Linked DNA regions of Sus scrofa: region 1 is linked to region 2. A link is a contact called in public HiChIP or PLAC-seq data. All regions are on one chromosome and are shown on one strand. Each heading gives the region's core, a stretch centred on a gene start, on an enhancer-like site or on the middle of the called end of the contact. The rest is flanking DNA. Distances are from core to core; before and after follow the strand shown.

Region 1 (5,203 bases), core at 272-2,771, 230 kb before region 2:
CGGGAACTGTAATCGGCCTGAAATGGGAGGAGGGAAAGGAAGGGAGACTCCTGTATTCATCCGTCAACATTAATGTCCTTTGTTGTTCACCTTTGCACAGAACGGCGAGCGTTACCCTGTTCCTTCTCCTCCAAACACCAGTGTCAGGGTAGTCCTTCCCCAAAAGCCGTCTCCGTGCCTCTAAGACCCAAGCTTTCCGATTCCCTCTCCCCATTATCGCTCCACAGCTGTCCTCCATCACCACCCCCACCGGCTCACCCCGGGCAGAGAGGGTGATCAGAAGTAAAAACATTGCTGAAATACCGGTTCCCCTCCAAAGACCAAAGAGCAGAGCGACGCAGATGTTGAAATTTACCAATCCCCCCCGCCCGTCAACACACACACAGGGTAACCCGGGATGAGAGTCCCCGGCCGGACTCTGTCTGACCGTCTCTTTTGAGGACGGTGCCACATTCCGCACTCTGGGAATGCTGAAGGGAGGCAGAGGGAAGGTTCTGCGCCTCCCTTCTGTTTTGGGGCTGTTCACTTAGCGCGATTGTTGTTGTCTCCCTCTCCACCCGGGAAATCGTTACAGCCCTTGCCGCCTTGGGGAAAGGTAGCAGCTGGAGAGGAACGCGGTTCGCTCTCCTCTTGCAACTTGACACACACACGCCCCGTCGCCACTACAAACTCCGCAGGCAGAGCCTGCAGCGGGCGGGCTGGTCGCGCGCTCCCCCCAGCCGCTGCCCGGAGCGCCCATCAGACGCTGAGCGGCGAGACCCCAGAGCGCACCCCTCTGCCCGGAGCTGGCTGGGTAAAGCCCCGAACCCGCAGCGCGATGCCAGGATGAGGCATTTCCAGCCGGGAGAAGAGAGAGTCGCCAGGGCAAGGACGCGAAATACGCACCCGCTCCGGCCAGAGCGGAATAAAAAGTTCGCCCCGCGGAGACTCACCCACGCCGTATTTCTCGTGCTCTGTAGGTATCCACATGGCTAAAGAGGGGTTCGGGGTCTTCGGGCTTTGTAATCCCCTCACCCCTTCTCCAGCTCACAACAATGCACAGCTCCGGAGTAGCGTCTGCAGCGCTGGAGCCCGGCGGCTCCGCGCGGGCTGCGGGCGCTGGGCAGGGTCTGCACTGGAAGCTCGCGAGTCCGAGGTTGACACCGCGCGGCCGAGGCTGCGCCGCCCGCCGCTCTCCAGGCGGCGGCTGCTCACAGTCCTCCGACGCGCTCCCGGGAACCCAGCGGCGCAGTCATTGTTCTGATTCACTGAACTAAGCGAACACGCCGGGGCACTCTCGGGCGCACCCCCGCCCGCCAGCGCCTCTTCCAGCCCTCCCTGCCCAGAGCCTGCGCAGCACACTGGGAATTGTAGTTCTGGGTCTCTCCATCCCGGAAGGGGGCGTGGCACTAGCATGTAGGGCGGGGTTATGTTCTGATCGTCACGTCCTATTGGCCCAGAACGTGACGGCACGGCGTGGGAGTGGAGGAAACGCCGCGTCGATGGGGACTTCGTTTCTAGGCGCGTTTCCATTGGTTGCGCTCCTGCCCGTGACCCTCCCTTTTTTCTTCAGCCGCGTAATGGCTGCTCCCAAGACCCAGGGGGCTGCTCCCCAAAAGGAGGAAGACGGTGATGGCAGCAGCGGCGGAGCCGGAGTTTTCACTTATGAGGGTGAGTACAGTACCTCTGAGGTGCAAGTGGTTTATTTTCCTTTTTCTCCCACCTAGAGTGCAGCTGACTGCGGGGCGGACCCCAGCTCTAAGGCCACCTGGGGGCGCGAAGGGGCCACATGAGGGGCCCCGAGGGACATGGTGGGGTGGGCGGCGGCAACTTGAAGGGGTCTTTCTGAGAAGGAAGAGAAAATGGGATGGAATGGCTTTTCCGAAGCCAAGGAAGTTCTCTGAGCGTTTATCCTGCCTTTGGAGCTCGCACCTTTGCGCTCTCTGCCGAGTGAGTGGGCGTGGGTCAGGTCAGGTTCCGGCCTGTGTGCTGTTAACTCTGGGATTAGCAGCGTTTTCTTCGCCAGTACCCTACCCCCGCTTCGATTTGCTTGCTTTGGCCTCTGAAGATAAGTTTTATTTGGGTTCGGGCGGATTTCCAGTTGCAGACTGGTCGCTGCCTTGCACGCCCCAGATTTTCTCAGTGGCTGGCTCGTGCAGCCTCTGAAGGGAGAGTGTGTGGCTCTCAGAGCTTCTCCCGTTGCTCATTGACTGCCCTTGGCATTCTCCGGGATTGGTGGAGCTGGGTCCTTGGAGCAAGAGGAAAGAAGCGGCAATTGGCTCTCGTGGCTTGAGAGAAAATCTTCACAGCTTCTTTGGCTTTACCTAACTTTCAAGTTGTCCTTTTATCCGGTGCAGAGGGCAAAAAAATCAAACTTTGAAAGCTGCTGGGGGATTATCTTTAGAATTCCTAGCCCAATTCTTTTACCTTTAATCTATATATTTATCCCCCACCTGACTCCCTTCTTTTTTGATTTGATATGTAACTTAACACAGCTAGTTGTCTTTTTCTAATGGACATGGTTTGGAGCTTCATTTTAGTTCTCCATCCTTATTGCGGTTTTGTAAAATTTCTTTCTTTGCTTTTGCATTCGTGGTTAAATTGACATTTTTGTCTTAGCACACAGACTGTGCTATGTCTTCCCACTTCCCATCCTAGTGGAACCTCCTACCTCTGAAATTATTTCAGCACTTCTGCCAAAGAAATCTTTGGTAAGCTCCGTACTTAAATATTGAGTTATATCCACATCCTAAACAATTCATTCCAGGGTTGGCCATATAGTCAGATCTTATCTAACAGTAACATACTCTTAAGGTTTTCCAGCTTCTCAAAATTCCAGAGGGTTACGTGTTTGAACATTTGAAGGTGGAATCCTTTGTAAATTGATCTCATAGATTAACTCATAAAGAAGAAAATGGTGTGCCTTTCAAAAACATTGTAAAACTTTTAAATATCATTACTTGTTTTTAAATTATAAAACTTTTCATTATAAACTGTTCAAACTGTTCAGAAATGTGTATGGTAAAAAACTGCAACATTTCAAAGTTTCCCCATCACACACAGTCCCATTCCCAAAGTAACAACTTTTACAGGTTTGGTGTGTGTTCTAATATATGGCTGTGTGACACACATCTGTATAGTTTTGGGGGTTTTTTTTAAATAAAAAGGGCTCATTCCGTGTAAGCATAAAGATCTGTCACCTTCTTTCTCACAATGATCTGTTAGAGACATTCTTCTACATCAGTACATTTATTGATTCATTCTTTTCAAGGACTATGCCCGTAGTATTCCATAGTATGGACATACCCTACTTCAGCTTTTCCTCTGTTAATGAACGTATACTGTAGCTTTAGTTTTTCAGTAATGTAGCGAACAACTTCACATACATGCTTGTTCACCAGGTGTGTATTTCTTGAGGAATTGGGTCAAAGATGACACACATTTAAAATTGTGGTAGATATCAGATTTTCCTCTTAAAGAGTGTATATAAACATTCCTACCAGTAGTCATATGAATATTCTTTTCTCCATATACTTACCAAACTGTGATGACCAGCATTAATTCAGGATGAATTTTTAGATAACTATTAGATTGAATTGAGTAACTGATAGGAAGCGTAATTTTAGGTTCCAATTTTACAACGAAGATATTGAGCAGCAGAACTGCCTAGTAGTCTCACTGATTTGTAGCAGTCAATGGAAGTTTAATGGTTGATTTTTATGTTGTTTTTATATGTGTTAAGGTTGTCATTAAAAATTCTCTTCAGAGTTCCCGTTGTGGCGCAGCGGAAACGAATCTGACTAGTAACCATGAGGTTGCGGGTTCGATCCCTGGCCTTGCTCAGTGGGTTAGGGATCTGGCATTGCCATGAGCTGTGGTGTAGGTTGCAGACGTGGCTCGGACCCTGCGTTGCTGTGGCTCTGGTGTAGGCCGGCAGCATGGCTCTGATTCAGTGCCTAGCCTGGGAACCTCCATATGCCATATGCTGTGGGTGCAGCCCTAAAAAGCAAAAAAAAAAAAAAAAAAAAAAATCTCTTAATAACCTGTTTATTATCCTGTGACTTTACCAACATTCTTTTACAAGCCTGCAAAGTGTGATACAGGTTTTGGTGGAAATAATGTAGATTCATATTTTTCTGTTAAAGCAACTACTTCAGTTATCAAAAATGTCTTCCCCTATAAAATCACTGATTTCTTGAAAAATGCCTCTTTTAACAGGTTTCTCTCTAATTAAAATATCAATCTGTGTATTTATATTATGAAACAGAAGGGACTAGGGAGTCTTTTTATAGGAATCCTTGCAATTCTACAAATTTCTGCTAGAATGAGTCACTGGGTAGTATGCATGCAGGTTCAGCACCTTCCCTGAGGTCTGTGTGTCATACTTCCTGAGGCACCATCTCTTTCCAGGGAAGGCCCTAATCTTCCACAACACTGCTTTCCAACCATTTGAACAGTAACTAGCATTTCATATTGTCCCCTAAAATTAAGAACAGGTAATAAACCTTCCAATAGTTCTCACACTTGGGGATATTACTGGGGAAATTTTTCCGATGAAGTTGATTTTTTCTGACAGTGTCAACCTGTGCTTCCATCGGTATCATAAGAGTCTGACAGAGTCAACTTTTTTTCTCTGCAAATGCATGACCAGTAGATGATGATCATGGTAATACCTCTTTGGATTTATAATTCTTTTCCTCTGGAGACCTTATTAACTCATTTGTGATGTCTCTAGAAGAAATGGGGGTAGCAGGTGGTGTCATCTCCTCATTCTTATATTTCCCATTTTGATAAATAGCATCAAGCTTTAAAAACCTAGGAAGCACCCTTGATTTCTGTCTTGCCCTCAGGTCCTAAATCTGATCAGTTACCATGTCTTATCTTCCTGTGCCTGAAAGAATCTTTTGAATCCCTTCTTTCTCTTCATCTCTTAGAATAGCCACTATTCTAACCCTCACCATCACTGCTGAATTACTTGTGTCCTGACTCTCCAAGCTGTGCTTTTGGGAACTAAAACCTTGTCATTAGTTTTTGTCTGCTCGACCCTATTCTTGGCAGTATTTAATAAATGTTTGACCAGAACTGAATTCTAGCTTGAATGATTACAAAATCTTCCTATTGATCTCACTGGCCCTTGATTTTCTCTCTCTTAATCCATCTTCCAAAACTCAAATATATTCATGAGTCTTTAATCAGATCTTTAGAGTAACTCTAACATGTGGTA
Region 2 (4,810 bases), core at 1,189-3,688:
GCACCTAAGGGGGGAAAAAAAAAGAGAGCAAAGTGAATTTTCATAGATAACTATACTGGTCAGAATATTCATTTGTTGGCAGTCAAAAATTCATAAATGACAAAAGGAATCAGCTGTTAGCACTGATCTAACAGAAGAAAATGCAATTACTTACGTTTTTCAGCTCAAGGTATTAGAAAGGGTTCCCGGAAAAGGATGCTGCCTTGGTCCATCTTAATGAGCAAATCTGTACACAGCAGTGGAGAAGGAGAGTCAAGTTAGTGCGAGCAGAATTCAGTAACACCGGCTTCTCCAACACGGCTGGTTGTTCCCAGATGCCCTCATATGGAGATGCCAAAGATAGCAACAACTGGGCATCAAACAGCTGTGGGTCCAGGGTTCCAGGGCCATGTGATCTTGAATCCATTTGCTCACAGGGTCATTTGCAGGATCTTAGTGGCCATGAACCACACTCAGCTCATTTTTCTCTGCTGGCTCTTTTCCATTTGCCTGCTGCACTTAATTTCAAATGCATTTTGAAATAGCATCTATTTATGTTGTGACTTTACCCAAATGAAGAAATTTCCTTTTGGAGCTCACTCTAAGTTGTTATCTTAGCGCTCTTGAATTCGATGCTGCATTGAATCGCCTTTTGAGTTTGCGGCAAGGCCAGTGGTAACCTGGAGATTTTATTAGTTTTTTTGTGGCTGTAATTTTCTAGCTAGCCGTCCACTTTGTAAACCATGGTTAAGCCTCCGTATGAAATTTAAGCAAGAGTAATTGCATTCCTGCAGGGGAAGGCAAGGCTCAAGGATGTCAAGTGAGAGATGCCAAAATGAACCATGTGTCAGCCACCAAGCCTAAAATAGAAGCCGTGTTTGGAACGATGATCCTCTGATGTGACACAACCGTTATGCCTCATCAAATGTTAGTGTTTGCGATGATAAAGTGTAAAGAGAAGACAAAATAGAAAACATTTCTCGAAGGATAGTTTAGAAATCTGTGACCATACATCAGTCAACACTTTGGGTTTTATCTGTAAGAGAATTTGATGGGTTTCTAAGGCCCCTCTGCTCTTCTTTTTATTTTAATCACTTAAAGTCAGTCCCTTAGGAATGCTCCCTGAAGTATATTTGGAATTAGGTAATATCAATGTCTGAAGTGCTTCAGTAGTATCTCATCAAAAATACTCAGGGGGTGATGTGTTCTTGTTAATTAAAATTTCTGAAGAACTGAAACACCCTTTAAAATTTTTTTTTTAACTTTGAAAAAAATTAACTAGTTCATTACTTTTTGAACTCACATTTTCTTAGGGTTCTGGAAGCATATTTTTTACACATGCTAGTAGGTTTTAGGTTTTACTGGGAAATTGCTGAGTTTCAAGATTTTATTTGTTTGTTTGTTTATTTATTGTCTTTTTAGGGCTGCACCCATGGCATATGGAAGTTCCCAGGCTAGGGGCTGAATGGGAACTGTAGCTGTCAGTCTACACCACAGCCACAGCAACTCGGGATCCCAGTCCTGATTTCGACCTATACCACAGCTCACTGCAACACTGGATCCTTAACCCACTGAACAAGACCCGGAATCGAACCTGCGTCCTCATGGATGCTAGTCAGATTCGTTAACTGCTTAGCCACAATGGGAACTCCTGAGTTTTAATATTTTAGAGTGCAGTTTAGTCTGTTTAGTAAATGGCTGATTTTTTTTTTTTCAGATCTTCTATAGGTGTTCTTATTTTTTTATTTCTGTATTTGGTTTCTCCTAACTCTGGTCATATTTCTGTTTATTCTGTAGCTGTGTATTAAAGGAAATTTTAAAAATGTTAAAGGAAGTAAATAAATAGTGTGTTGTCACATTAAAGGCAGGTATGAAGTTTATTACATTGCTTTTACTAAGATCTAGATATCACATGAGGCTCTTTACCTCAATTTTATTTGTCAGTGTACTATTAACTGCCTCCAATTCTTTTGGAAATAGGAAGATTTAAACCCTAAATAAAATATTTTATGTGTTCCACCTTAACATAAGTCACTGGCTTCTAGACCTTTATACTGCACAAAAGTACAGTTTTGTATTAAAGCCTCATCAGTTAGAACGGTTCTCAGTAATATTTTCTCCCCTCAGCATCTTTATGGCCACAGGCTGCCTCACTTAATTTTGTCTTTCTGGGTGTTTATGCATAGTCGTCTTGCACACAAGATTTGAGGCATCTCACTAGCGTATGAACAATGTGATAAAAGAGAAATATTGAAAAGTCAATTACAAAATTAAAAAAGAGACCCAAGGGAAATATAGGCAGAAGTGAGAAATCTGAAGAGGAAAGCACATATGCATGTAAGCAGAGTATTAAAGCATTAAAATGGGGCCCACGGCAGACGCTGAGCTTCCTGGCAAGCAAAGCAAAAACAAGAGTTGCCCCCACAAGGGAGTATTTTCTTTTGGACAAGCAAAGCTTTTCTGGCCCTTCATTGGGAAGTAATTCGTGTGGGTGGTTCTTCAAGTGCCTGCCCAGCTTCCTGTGGGCTGTGATCCTGGCCAAGTCCAGCTCCCCAGCCCAGCGTCCTGCGTTTAAGGTCCGCGTTTTCTTCCGGGGACAATGAATCGTTCTTCCCAGGACACCGGCTCTCGCGGCCTTCCTGAAGAAAGAAAGCTTTACGTTGTGGATTCCATAAATGACCTAAACAGACTAAACCTCTGTCCTGCCGGATCGCAGCATCTGTTCCGTACGTGAGCCCTCCCAGGCTTGGCGGCCCGTCCTGGCTTCTAGGCCACCTAAAAATAGCCACCGTCCAGCCAGACCTGTGGGCGTGGTGGGGGCTGGGTGGGCATTAGGACGGCTCCGCGTTAGAAATGCTGTTTCGTATTAGGCAATTTGTGCTTTTGTTTTCTGAATGCTTGCCAGGCTTATGGGCTTTCTTGGCTCTTGGCAAGATTTGAACTCTTGTCTGCAAAAGTCCCGAAAAGTCCCTGTGGCCTTTCTCCCCCTGGAAAGGGGTGGAGGCTCCCGAGATGGGCCCCCAGAGGCTCACTCATCCTCCTGGCTGCTTTCGTGCCTTCTAGTGACCACAGGCAGGTCACCTGTGGTGCCCGCTTTCCTAGAGAGGTCTTACTCGGAGCGGATTGCTGAGAAAATGTTCCACGCGTTTACCTAGTTTTTGAAAAAATCATTAGTTTTTTGGGCAAAAGAGTCAACTTTTTTTTTTTTTTTTAATTCGAAGATTGCCCCAATTAAAGTATTAGAAAAAAGAGGGGGAGACTAAAATGAAAATCTGTTAAGTACCAAATAACTTAATGTGGGAGTTCCCTTGTGGCTTAGTGTTTAAAGATTTAGCATTGTCACTGCTGTGGCTCAAGTTTGATCTCTGGAATGCTTGCATGCTGTGGGCGTGCTCCCGCCCCCCCAAAACCCAACAAACTATAAATGTATGTCTTGTCCCTTAAGTATTACAAATGAGTTCTAAGATTATTAGAACCCCATCTTTTCTAGCTTCAGTGCTGACTTTCCAGCACAGGTGATAAATGCCCCCTTGGTTTGTTTCGCGTACACTCTTAAACTCTTACTCTCTCAATTTATATCTATTATTCCCCTTCTAAATAATTTTTTTTTTTGGTCTTTTTGTCTTTTCTAGGGCTGCACCAGAGGTATATGGAGGTTCCCAGGCTTGGGGTCCAATCAGAATTATAGCTGCCGGCCTATGCCACAGCCACAGCAACTCGGGATCCGAGCCGCGTCTGGGACCTACACTGGATCTTTAACCCACTAAGCGAGGCTGGGGATCAAACCTGCAACCTCATGGTTCCTAGTTGGATTCGTTAACCACTGAGCCACGATGGGAACTCCCTAAATCTTTTTTGAATTCTTGTTTTTCTCTTCATTTTGATTTGTTCAGACTTTCGCTTGTTTTCACTGCAGTCGGTCTCAATAAGCATAGGGGTTTGGGTGCTGGCCTGTGCCAAGGCTTTGATTAGGAAGCAAAGGCTGTGGAGGCTGTGACATAAGATGCCCCTGAAAAGTGTGGGACCTACACCACCCATCTGTCCATAATCAAGTAGCAGAGGCTGTGGGCTGATATAAAGTAGGAGAGAATATGGAAGGTAATCCAGTTTCTGTATCTCTTTTTCAATTTAATTTGGGTATTATTAGGCAAATAGGTCTTACAAAATGGTGACCAAGTGCAGACAATTCATGGTTTGGGTGAACCGAACTGGTTTATACGCTTGGTTGCCTTCTCAGTTCAGCTGCACAACATTTAAGAAAACCTTGCTTTCCGAGCGTGTCCATCCTGAAAACAGTTTTAAGAAACCAAAGTATATCAGGGTATTTTGTTATTGTTATTTAAATGAATGTAGGCATTACAGGTTATTTTATTTCTTTTCTTTCCTTGGCTGCTGCATCTGCCGCATATGGAAGTTCCCACGCGAGGAGTCACATTGGAGCCGCAGTTGCTGGCCTACATCACAGCCACGGTCACGGCAGTGCTGGATCCATGACCCACTGAGCAAGGCCAGGGATCGAACCCACATCCTCATGGACACTCTGTCGGGTTCTTAACCTGCCAAGCCACAACAGCAACTCCCCATAATAGGTTATTTTTTTTAATAGGAAACAAAGTTTTCTGGGAGATATCTCAGCGCCTTCAGCATGTCACCTGGAGTAAGTGGCCCACAGCCAGCTTTGTGTAACTCCTGGATCATTTTGGGAAAAGGGCAATAGCGCCTCCATCACCTTGACCTTTCTTTATCCCCCTCACCCACCTTCCAAAAGAACAATCCATGTCCTGCTACGTCAGTTGTTAACATGATCTGCAAAGAATTTTCCCAGTAGGGG

The links. HiChIP or PLAC-seq counts read pairs in DNA pulled down with a chosen protein or histone mark.
Region 1: a contact with region 2 is called in an H3K27ac HiChIP or PLAC-seq map of skeletal muscle. The contact joins the promoter of ZNF277 here to the promoter of LSMEM1 in region 2. A contact is called at or near these places in 1 of 47 Hi-C or Micro-C datasets (skeletal muscle) and 1 of 2 datasets of contacts at active chromatin or transcription factors (skeletal muscle).

The regions. Positions count from the first base shown.
Region 1 is chr18:33,419,333-33,424,535 of Sscrofa11.1, reverse strand. ZNF277 (zinc finger protein 277) reads left to right here and starts at 1,521. Exons shown (of 12, transcript XM_021079287.1): 1 at 1,521-1,650. It overlaps DOCK4 (dedicator of cytokinesis protein 4), which reads right to left and starts at 1,337. Exons shown (of 54, transcript XM_021079277.1): 1 at 933-1,337. The coding sequence starts at 969.
Region 2 is chr18:33,188,538-33,193,347 of Sscrofa11.1, reverse strand. It overlaps LSMEM1 (leucine-rich single-pass membrane protein 1), which reads left to right and starts at 2,438. Exons shown (of 3, transcript XM_003134769.5): 1 at 2,438-2,705. The coding sequence starts at 2,579. LOC106506809 (a long non-coding RNA gene) reads right to left here and starts at 1,434. Exons shown (of 3, transcript XR_002340212.1): 1 at 155-1,434; 2 at 1-4.